Linked DNA regions of Hordeum vulgare: region 2 is linked to region 1. The links are chromatin contacts, called in public Hi-C maps. All regions are on one chromosome and are shown on one strand. The core of a region is the stretch at or near the end of the contact, and the rest is flanking DNA. Distances in the headings are between cores, read along the strand shown.

The links. A called contact is a pair of places that touch in the nucleus more often than the background predicts.
Region 2: a contact with region 1 is called in a Hi-C map of leaf, with 4 times the contacts expected there. The contact joins the promoter of LOC123412809 here to the enhancer-like site in region 1. A contact is called at or near these places in 2 of 6 Hi-C or Micro-C datasets (both in leaf) and 1 of 1 datasets of contacts at active chromatin or transcription factors (embryo).

Annotation. Positions count from the first base shown.
Region 1 is chr7H:339,532,248-339,537,811 of MorexV3_pseudomolecules_assembly, forward strand. No RefSeq gene overlaps it. Among protein-coding and RNA genes, the nearest start is that of LOC123411325, 200 kb to the right of the region's middle. Within about 2 kb of position 2,349, at least 2 of the 3 cell types and tissues checked have open chromatin away from gene starts, as enhancers often do. A contact at or near this core is called in leaf, where this site is marked.
Region 2 is chr7H:339,997,448-340,003,011 of MorexV3_pseudomolecules_assembly, forward strand. LOC123412809 (helicase-like transcription factor CHR28) reads left to right here and starts at 3,205. Exons shown (of 12, transcript XM_045105753.1): 1 at 3,205-3,489; 2 at 4,230-4,361; 3 at 4,439-5,110; 4 at 5,208-5,386. The coding sequence starts at 4,355.

The DNA of each region.
Region 1 (5,564 bases), core at 1,099-3,598:
GGCACTACTGTTGTGGGAATGATCCTGACAATAGTAGCTTGGGGTACAAACGAAGGGGCGAAGTCTAACTAGGCGCATCGGATGCACTCGGAGTTTTACGAGTTCGGGCCCCACTCAGAAGTGGTAACAAATCTACGTCTCGAGCCCTGAGGCTGGTGTTTTCTTATGGGGTGCCAAAGATTATAAGTGTTGAACCCTTGATCTCGAGCCCGGGAGTTGCTTATATAGTAGCTGCCACGATCGTCCGAGCTTCAGTACAAGGTAATTAATGCTAATAAAGAGGGAAGTTACTAGAAATGACAACTTTAACCCTTGGTGTTACTCGTAACGTGAGTCTTCATGGCACTTCATGTGGTGGATTAAGTCCTTAGCCATTGCTGCCTCTTTGGTGCGACCACCTTGCTGAGGTCCGAGTGACAGGATGTGTCCGACCGACACAAGGTGGTCCGAGTGACTCTGAGTAGGCTGAGTGGCGGTTGATGAACCGAATGAGGTCGAGTCTTCAATGGTGACTTTAAGGACATCGATGTCCCTAAGGGGTCCTAGGTGGGTCTATGGAAGCAGGTCAGTAGGCCTACCCCTAATGTACAACCCCATCAGTAGCCCCCGAATCGGTTGAGGTTTTGTAGACCGAGTGAATGACTCCCTTCGATGTCTTTGGTGTCTTGGAGATTCTTAGGCTGTAGCTCGGAGATGGGTCATTCAGACTTTCCGCAAACCTCCACGGATTCAACAGTGACAAATTTCGACTGTCCAGTAATACGGGTACATGTGCAGTCGGTGGTGGTGGATTATCTTTCGAGAAGATAGGTTCCATAAGTTGGGCGTACAAGAGTTCGGAACTCCGCGTGCTCACTCGGCGAGCGGGAACGGATCAGCACCTGCGTTGAAGGAAAGACGATCGGGTCATCTTCATTGATTTCCCGAATGATCGGGGTCCCGCAGGGGGACGAGAGAAAATATCATTCGGCTCACCTCATCATGCGCCATGCATACAGATCCATTCGAGACATGAGGTAGGACGAATTTTCCGCGATTTCTGAATAGAAGGAGCGCGTGTGGGGGCGGCGGTTTCGCAGAGACGCGGGTAGTGGAAGTAGTGGGGTGACACCCCAATTTCCGTGCCTATAATGTAGTCGTCACTCTACAGTGTGCGTGATCCCCGGGATACTGTAGATCCTCCTTGGGCTGGTGATTGTAACACCCTAAAATTTTAGCCATGACTTTTAATTATTAAAATTTGTCCATGGTTATCTAAATTTTTAATTTTGGGTTTTCTACTGTATTCAGATCCTTTCTTTACTTGAGTTTGTAAGAAACTCTCTTTCCCAAGTAGGAGTTTTTGAAATATATTATTTGACCAGAGTGTTTGCCTCAAATATTATTCCCTTCACTCCCAAACCCAATGAAGGCCTTTTTTATAAATATTTTCTTTTAATTTTTATTTATTCAAAATTGGCTTCTTAATACTTTAAAGACGTGATTTGAGCTGCAACCATTTGGTAACTTCTTTTGAAAATTTCACAAAAAATTGTGGATGACCTATGATGCACGTGGGTCAATTTTATGCGAAAACCTAGCCAAGTGTTTTGTAAAAATTGAGCTCATTATCGTCTTTTCGATTCTGGCCCAATTTGTTGTTTTGTACTACAACCCATACCTATACTTCTTCAAAAATTCTAATAAAATTTGGAATGGTCAAGGAGTTCATATAAATGAGTTTTATGCAAAAGTCCAATTTGGTCTTTTGAAAACATTCAGCACCACATCCTACTTTCTGTTCAGGACTATTTTTGTAGTTTGAACTGTAGCCCTCTTTTTTCTACCCCCAAAGCTTGTGAAAAATTTACTGCTCATAGAGGACCCTACCAAACATTTAAATCCAAGAGGTCAACCACTTTTGGATTTATTAATCCCCTGTTTTAACCTCCCTAAGATGGTGCCCAGAAGTGTTTTTCTCAAATTATTGCACTAACAAGTTTATGATTTTCAAAAACTAACCTTGCCACCATTATTAGCATCCAAAGAGACCTTGGACTGGAAAATTTAGTGGCCATAAAACCTTTCTAGATGCCACTGGCATTATAACAAACACCTTGTATCCCTCACCTGATTTGACATGCTCTTTAATTTGTATTATGAAGTTGCCCCAATTACCAAACCTTTAAGTCAACTAGAGCCCTACTAAAAACCCTAGCCAACCTCTCATGTTTCACCAAGATTGGAGACCTCTGTAATGGCTAGGCATTTCGTCGAGCACCTCTGGGGCGTGTCCAGAGCGTGCTCCAGAGCACAACTTCTGCAGTGTGTGCATCCGGACCGCCGCATCCCACATAACCCCGCCTGCGTGGCCTTTACTGGCCCGAGGAGCTACAACCAGAGCCCTCTAGCTTGCTACTGCCACGCGACCAACCCCTAGAGCTCTGCAGCGCCACCGTACATGCGCCTTAGCGGTTTGTCATCGTCAGTAGCAGGTCTCTGCCATGGCAGCATCACCTAAGCTGCAGCAGCGTGCCAGCTTGCCCCAGGATCAGTGGAGGACCCGGTCTGCTAGTGCGGACATCAGCAGAAGCACCGGTTAGCCCTCTCGTTGCTCGTGTGAGCCTCTACAACCGTGATGGCCGTCGATGCCAGCAGCGGCTGCCCCGGCGATACAGCACCCCTCGAGCCCCCCAGCGTGCCAACTAGCCCCGGTACGGCTCCCTTGCTCATCTGCTAGCTCGCGGTCTCTGCCAGCAGACCGCCACATCGCCAATGCAACAGTTTGCCGAACTTATCCATTGCTCCCGCACAACCGATCTCGCCGCGTATTTAGGGACCCCCGAGCTCCCCCAGAACACAGAGAGCCTCTTCGAAACCCCCTCGAGCTCCCATCGTGGCCAATTGAGACCGAGAGGTCATCCTCTTCATCTCCGGCAAGCTTTGGATGCCGCAGCCCCGATCAAATTCGCCCAAGGCAGGCCCTTCTCGCCTCTCCAGCACCACCATCCGCTCTTCCCCGACCCTATGGAGCTACCCCACCTCTCAGCCTCGACCTGGAGCAACCTAGCCAAACCCCCGATCTGACCCGAAGCCGTCGCAGCCTCGGAGCTCGCCGTCGGCCATTTCGTCAACCCCTCTGGTCATGGCGACTACTTGGAGGACCAAACCGAAGAGGTGGATCCATTCCTGCCCTCGGAAGAACCCTAGGAGGTGCCGTCCACCGGGGAGGACCGCCGGAGCCCCGCCTTCCCTTCGGCCACACGAGGAAGACGACAGGCTTACCTGAAGTCAAACCTGCCCGTGGGACCTCCTCGTCAGCGACAGGACCGGGCCGCCGTCCACCGGGAAGGACCGCCGGAGCCCCGCCTTCCCTTCGGCCACACGAGGAAGACGACAGGCTTACCTGAAGTCAAACCTGCCCGTGGGCCCTCCTCGTCAGCGACAGGACCGGGCCGCCGTCCACTTAAGTGGATGTGTAAAGCCCATAGTACATTTTATCTGTTTGAACGCGTATTCCTTTCCGAAGCGTTTTTATTTATCTATATATTTTCAAAACAAAAGTTTGAGTGGACTTTGACTGGCCACATCTTTTAAAATAAAATTCCAAATGAGTTGATTATTTTTCTCACCTCTTTAAAATTTTATCTAGTTTATACAAATATTTATTTTTAAAAATTCAAACAACTTTTGAGTGATGTTTGTATTGAATGTTGATTTGAGCATTTTTCTTAAATAGGAATTTGAAGAAAGATTAAACTTTCAAAAGTTTTGATGTGCACCTCACCTATCTACATACTGAAGACAAACATTCTGAACCTTCATATATTTTGGTTGTGTGTGGGCTGCTTAATGAAGAAAACTTTATGGTTATGTTAATTGAGTGGTGATATTTCATGTGATAATCATGCATATGACTTTAGTATTGAAAGTACGTTTATTGCATTATTGAGATGCATGGGACAGTAATCACATCCGTCTACTGCGCATGCCTACCGGATGGGATCCGAAGAGAGTCGGTGTCTCGGGGAGATACAACTTTAGAGCTCACATCTCGTGGAACAAGGGTGGTCAGCGAGGCATGATGGGGCATGATAGGTAGTGACTCTGTGTGCAGTGATAAAACACTTTGATTGTGCTAATCATGCAGGGAATAAATTAAACCTCCTGAGTCGATCGTAGATCAAGTTTTGTCAATGTGTCACCTTAACCCATTCGTGCTGCCACAAGTCTTCCTGAAAGGGAATATGGTTTATGTCAAGCCCTGTTTTTACCTCACTTCAACTAGCCTTTTCAAAATATAATTTTATTAAAACTTCTTAAGCAAGTGCTATGAGTGCCATGAATGCTATTGTTTGTATGTATGCTTGCATGAGTGGATCAAAAACCATATTTTATAACACGATATTTCTAAAAAGATCCCTTTCCCATTTTGGTTATTTCAAAAACCTTGCTTTGGGTTTGCACTACAAGTCCCTGATTTCAAGGGAGTGCCTTCACCCAAATATTGTATTTTTGCTCTCCACAATCATGAAATAATTGTTTTATATAATATATTCCTATTTTATTTGCATGTCCTTTTCTTAGGCCCGAAATGATACTTATGTATGAAAAATTACTTTTTTGCATTAGAAAAATCTCAGAAAATTTCGAGATACCCATAGGACATATATTTTCCATACATAAGATTTTCAACCCCTATTTATGTTCAAAATATTTGAGCAAATCCTTGAAAACTTATTATGTCTATTTTGACCTTTTGAAATATTTCCAACAAATTCCCAGAAAATACCAGCATGCTTCCCAAGCTATATTTGGTGTTCGTGCCAAGTTTCACCTCATTCCAAGGTGATGTGGTTCACCAAATAATCCCCAAACCCTATGTGTCTAGAATCAAGTTGGTGCAACTCTACATAGCAAAGTTTGTCCAAATGGCTTGAAACTTTGGAGGAGTGCTCAACAACCCAAATGAGGAGTCCTTGCCAAAAAATGGATTTGTGGGGATTGATTTACCCACATTCACTTTTGAATGGACAGAACTGCCCATTTGGGGGTGATTTCAAGTTTGCATTGCCAAACTTGTCCAATGGAACTAAAATTTGGTGGAGCATCCTATTTTAGCCTCAAACCCAATCCTATTAGCTTTCATCAACAGTGGTGAAGTGTACATACCCCAAACACCTGTCGAATACCATCTGCCATCTTGGTAAAACAACACTTACCTCACTCTGCACTCATACATTTTCCTCCAAACTCTTAGTCCAAGCAGCCAGCCCCACTCCTCAACTGCTGACGAGTGGCCCCTCTGTAGTTCCAAGCACAATAGCCAAAATCTCCATTCTAGTTTCTAGCTCAAGTCTGGCATCATCTCTTTGATCATTCCCTTTGACCAACAGTGATTTCCCCGGCTCTCAAACAGCTAGGGATCATCTACCCCAACCCAGGACACGCCAAACACGGCCAAAGCGCCCCAGAGCGTGCCAACTTGCCGTGGCATGCCAAAACTGCGCGTTGGCCGCGCTACAGGGTGCGCCCGAGACAAAGGTGGCCAGCGCCGGCCAATTCAAGCCTCCCCTCGATGCCTC
Region 2 (5,564 bases), core at 1,955-4,454, 470 kb after region 1:
TTTGGGGTCAAGCGCCTCGCTAGTAGTTTAGTGAAATTTTTTATAATCCTATGCACTAGGGAGATTGAACGGAAGTCAGATAGGCTGTCTGCGCCTTGCTTTTTTGGGATGAGCACAATGAGCACTCTATTGACTTGGGCCACCCCCCTGTTGTCCATCCGATGCAGTTGATTTAGGGCTGCAAGCACATCTAGCTTGACAGTTTCCTAGCAGCGTTTATAGAAGCCCCCAGAGAACCCGTCAGGCCCCGACGCCTTGTCCGAAGGCATTTCATCAATGTCTAGTTTGATCTCCTAAAGGGTGAATTCACCATCAATATTTGACAGATCGACCCAATTTAGGTCGAGCTCATTCCAGTTAAAAGCGGCTGCTGTGCTGGAAGTCTGGCCGAAAATGTTGACAAAGTGGTTTCGGGCTAGCTCCGTCATCTCCGCATTGTTAGAAACCATCCCATCTGGGCCATGTAACACATGAATCGTGCTGCGATTGTGCCTAGCGTTAGCTTTCCTTTGAAAAAATCACGTGTTGGCATCCCTAGCCCTCAACCAGAGTACCCTACTTCGCTGACGTAGCTTAACTTTAAACAGCACAGCCAGCCCCAAAGATCTCGCTTTCAGCTTTGATCGCAGGTCACTCTCCTCAGCCAAGAGGCTCCTGTGATCTTGAGCGGCGTCAAGCTGCAGTGTCATCTCATTAACAAGAGACATTTGCTGCTTGATGTCACCCACCTTGGATTTGCTCCACTTTTGAAGTTCTCTACTCAGCCGCCAAAGTTTCATATTCAGCGTTGTCAGCGAACATCTAGTGCGCACCGGCGCCATCCAGAATTGGTTTACCCGCTCCATGAAACCATCGATGAGCTCCTAGTATGATTCGTATCTAAAACGCTTGTTCGTTTTCATGATCACATAATTGCGCAGGAGCAGAGGGCAGTGATCCGAGATAGATGAGGCTTGAGGCAGTAGCTTGGCCGCCGGGAACATAAGTTCCCAGTCCATGTTGGAGAACGCCCGATCAAGGCGCACAAGGGTAGGGGAAACTTGCTCATTGCTCCATGTGTACTTTCTACCAATCAGCGACACTTCATGAAGGCTAGACCTATTGAGATAGCGACGGAACTTGTTCATCCAGCATCGACATACGCGATCGTTGTTTTTGTCTGTCGGATCTACGATCATATTGAAGTCTTCGATGACAATCCAAGGCCCAGACATGCAACCGTGGATATCCGCTAGCTCATTCAGGAACTTCTGCTTCCGCCCATAGTCGTGTGGCCCGTAGACAGCAGACAACGACCATGGACAGTTAGCTCCAATTGGGGTGAATGTCGCTATAATGGAGAATGTTCTGGTTATGATCGCTGAAGCCATGAAGATAGAAGAATTCCAACAAAGCAGGACATCACCGCGTGTGCCATCAGCGTTAAGAGCTGCGTGGCAGTCGAAGGTCGGTCCAATGATTTCATTTATATCTGCTCTTCCAACGACTTGTAGCTTGGATTCCTGCAGGTAGATTATTGAGCATGAAAGTTGTGCTAGCAAGGCGCGAACAGCAGCCCGACGCGCTCGGTTATTCAAGCCGCGGGCGTTCCAGCTAGCTATGGAAAGATTGTTACTCATTAAATAATCCATAAACTACAAGACAAAGTCTGCCGTGACACGACCTCTTACAACCCAGCGCCACGGCAACGTCGGCGTCACGGGGAGGCTGCGAGCACCGCGCCAACTGCGATTACTACGGCATGTAGGGCTGATAGGGCTGGCTCAGCACCCTCGTTGCTTACTCGCGCTAAGGTGGCGCTCAATGATAAGCTGAAACCGTCTCAGGAAGATGTATCTCATGGGTCAAGGGAGCAACAGGATAAGCAGAGATCAGAGGATGGGGTCAGCGACGCCCAGAGCTTAGCCGCGCCTCAGCCTGAGGAGCCGCACTCCATGTCTAACTTGCAGAAGGCTGTTTTGGAGACCCCGGAGCTCAGCGATGCCATTAGCTCGGCCGAGCTGTATGCTAGTATGCAACCCCGTGACTGCCCTGTCTCCCCTTTGGAGCCCGGCCGCTGCCAGGAGGCTTGGGATTCGGCAGGTAATTCATTGGCATGCCATGATTTGGCTGGCTCTTTCTTCGGATGGAGCTCGGGCCCCTCGGACCTCCTGTCCGTAGTCTCTAAGAAAGGGCACCAAGTCTGTGACTCCTGGACCAACTTTGCCGATGGGTACCTGGTCTCAGATGCAGGTAGGATTTCCTGCATAGCCACCAACGTTTGCAACCATGATCTGCCTCCGCTTCCTCCGACCCTAGACCAGTGCGCTCCACCAGGTTGGGAGTTTCAGCCTCCAAGATCGCCTCAGAGGTTGTCTTTTTGGGATCCTACTGCATTATCGGCGGAACCTTACTGCCTGACTAGCTGGGCTGGTGCCCAGGTCACCATGCCTTTGATGGATGTGAGCTGGACTGCTATCCCAGAGGTGGCTTTTGAGCCAGATGTGTCCAGGAACATCTATAGTCCACTACCAAATCCGGTGCACTGGATGGATGGAGGGGAAGAGCACCGAGAGCAAGTATGGCAGTCCGTGGAGGAGCTGCTTGCTAGGAAGGCACTGGCCGAGGCAAATTTGTCTGGCCGAGGCTTGATCTCGGCGATCACGGAGAAGGTTCAGGGGCTACATATTGATGAACAACAACGATCCATTGGCAAGATTGTGGCCATCCTATCATCCTCCATCCTAGGAGCTCCACCAGCCGGTTCAGCCTCTTCATCAAGGAGATTTAAGGAAAGACCCCTGGGAGCTGCCAAAGCATCCCGACAGAGTCCACGTCTGCAGCGCCTGCGCTCCTCGCTATCATCGTCTCGAAGATCCCATGCAGATATCAGCGTTAGGCTTGGCTTCATCAAGCGTCCGGAGGAATTCACGGATGACACTCTGCTGGCCTATCTGCAGTTCTTCCGTGCGCCAATGCCCTCTGAGAATGTCGCAAAGCTGGCGGAGATTGCGAGGCTTTTGTCGCCATCGCACTTGCGCGTGCTCGATTTGGAGTTGCAGGCAGTCCTGGAGGAGCTCGCACGTCGGCCACTTTGAGCTGCGGTGCTATGCCTGTCAGGCTATGTTGACTATCTAGTTTCTCATGAATTGTTGCTTCCATCAACCTAGTTTGCATGTGTGTGAGCGCCTGGGGGCTGCTGGGAAGGTCACTATGACCCTCATGTATCGTTACTTGATGAGTTGATCTGCTCTCTTGTGCTTTTTATAGTACAATATACGGATGCGGAGGGAACCAAACAAAAGATGGAGATGGAGGGGAAATAGGATTCACAGGAGGAACACCTCCGCTCCGTGCTGTCACCCCCACCTCCCACCCCCCACAAAAAAAACCCGAACTGCAACCTCCCCAGCCCAGACCCGATCCCGCTGCCGACCGGTCTGTTCCTCCTCCGCCGCCGAGTAGAGCGCCGCGAGGGCTGATCTCGCGGATTTCGCCTGTTCCGGAGAGGTGCGTGTTGCTGCTAGGGGTTCCGTGCAGTGGCTTTCTCCCCGCCTCGGGGTTGCTTTTTGTTCGGGTGAACTCGAGGTTGCTGTTCGTTTGTCCCCGGATGGGGTTTTCCGGGCCGGGCCATCTTGGCGGTCTCGGATCGGGGTATTGGTTGATCCCGTCAAGCATGGTTTCCCTAACGCAGAATTTGGCCCGGTAGCGCGTTCGTGCAAAGTCCTTTCTGCTTTCTGGTATTGAAATGACATCTTCAATCCAGTCCAGTCCTCAGTGTAGACCTAACCCTCATCTATCATTAGCGTGCGCATAGGGTCTGATTGGTCCATTTTTAGAGCTGAACTGATCTGGAAAGTCTCTCCAGTGAACTCGGTATTCCGAGCTTAGGTTACTATAATTTCCAATTGATGTGTTGCCACATTTTTTTCTAAATTATAAAAATAAATTTGATACCTTTTTATATGCTACTAAATCTGTTGCTCTTTTTTTTTGGTACCAACATAAACCTTTTCCCTGACTTGCTGCATCAAAAACTAAATCACAAGCTTCAATCGTTTTCTTCCTGTGAGTTAGATAATAATGCTGAAGAATTCCATTTGACCACTCGCAGGACGATTAAGCATGCATATGATTTTTAGGAGGGGTTTTCACAAAACTATTCCTCAATATTTTCATGCTGTTATTCCTGTTCTGTGCACCATAACTTGATATCTACTCAGCTGCAATTTTATGTGATCCGCTTGCAGGCCAATTGCGGATAACTCGAGTAACTGCTAGTGCTACCAGGAGCCGTGTGGTGTGCTTTATCTGTCTAGCTTGCCAATCATCTGCATAAATTTCAAAGTGTGTTTGCTTTCAGTCTGGAGGCTGAATGATAGGTTAACACTCTGTGATCTGACCTTGTTCATGCATGCATGGTTTGAATGCTAATCACAATTGCGTCCTGAAAACACAGACGCGGTGCACATGCTTGCTGGCAGTATGAATAATGATAATGCTAATGTCATTGACTTGATATCGGACAGTGGTGATGATTTTGATTCTGACTCTGACGATCCAACTTCTACAAATGTCACATCTGGCGAGAATGGCGGAGGGCAATCAGTCGTCTTTCAGGATGAAGATTTGTTGAGGAACACTCCCTCTTCTTCCAGATCTAATATAAATGATAATGGCCAATACAGAACTCTGCCCCCTTCCTTTGCAAATGGTATAGACATCGAGAAAGCCCGTTATACACTAGGTTTGGGGGACAGGACTTATCCACATTCAAATTCGTGTGCAGGGCCAAGACACGATTCTGGAAGGGCCTTTCTCTCCTCCAGTAGACTTGATATCGCAGTGAGGGAGCGCAATGGTTTGGCAGTGGATGCAAATGTCAATAACAAAAGGATTCTTCCTTCATCCTTTTCCAATGGAAGCACGTCAAAATCTGCACAATCAAGTGTTGCAAGTGAGAGCCGTAAACTCCCATCGCGTTTTACCAATGGAAATTCTCAAAGGTTGGATGATAATAGGATGGTAAAAAATGATGCCAATGGCATTGGGCAGCCTTCATCTTCAAGGTTCTCAACCCGAAGCTACTCTGTGAGTAATGCCCAGAAGGACACCATGGAAAATGATGATGGTTTGTGTGCTAGTCTCAAATTTAATTATCATACATTGGAAATGGCTGCACAATTTCAATACAAGTACTGATATTTTTCCCTGTTTAAAATTGCTAGATGATGTCTATGTATATGATAGTCCTAGTTCACATAGGATGCTGCCTGCATCATTTGGAGGCCATAACTCTGCTGGTAACAATGAACTCGCTAATGTTAATGATATGCAAGCTCGTCCAAACCTAGAAAGTAGGTTTCTGGATTCTGACGAGAGGGCAGTATATCAGGAGGCTCTTCAGGTATGCATCTTTGGTCCGTTGAGACATGAACAACATTAATTTTCCTGCCCAGCCAATCATGTGATGTTCTGTCCAGAGGCAATTATCTTTGGTAGACTTATTCTTCTTTGATAAGTTTTGTGAATTGCATTGCTGACTTGGCTTAATGGATTAAAAGACAGATGATAATCCCTATCAG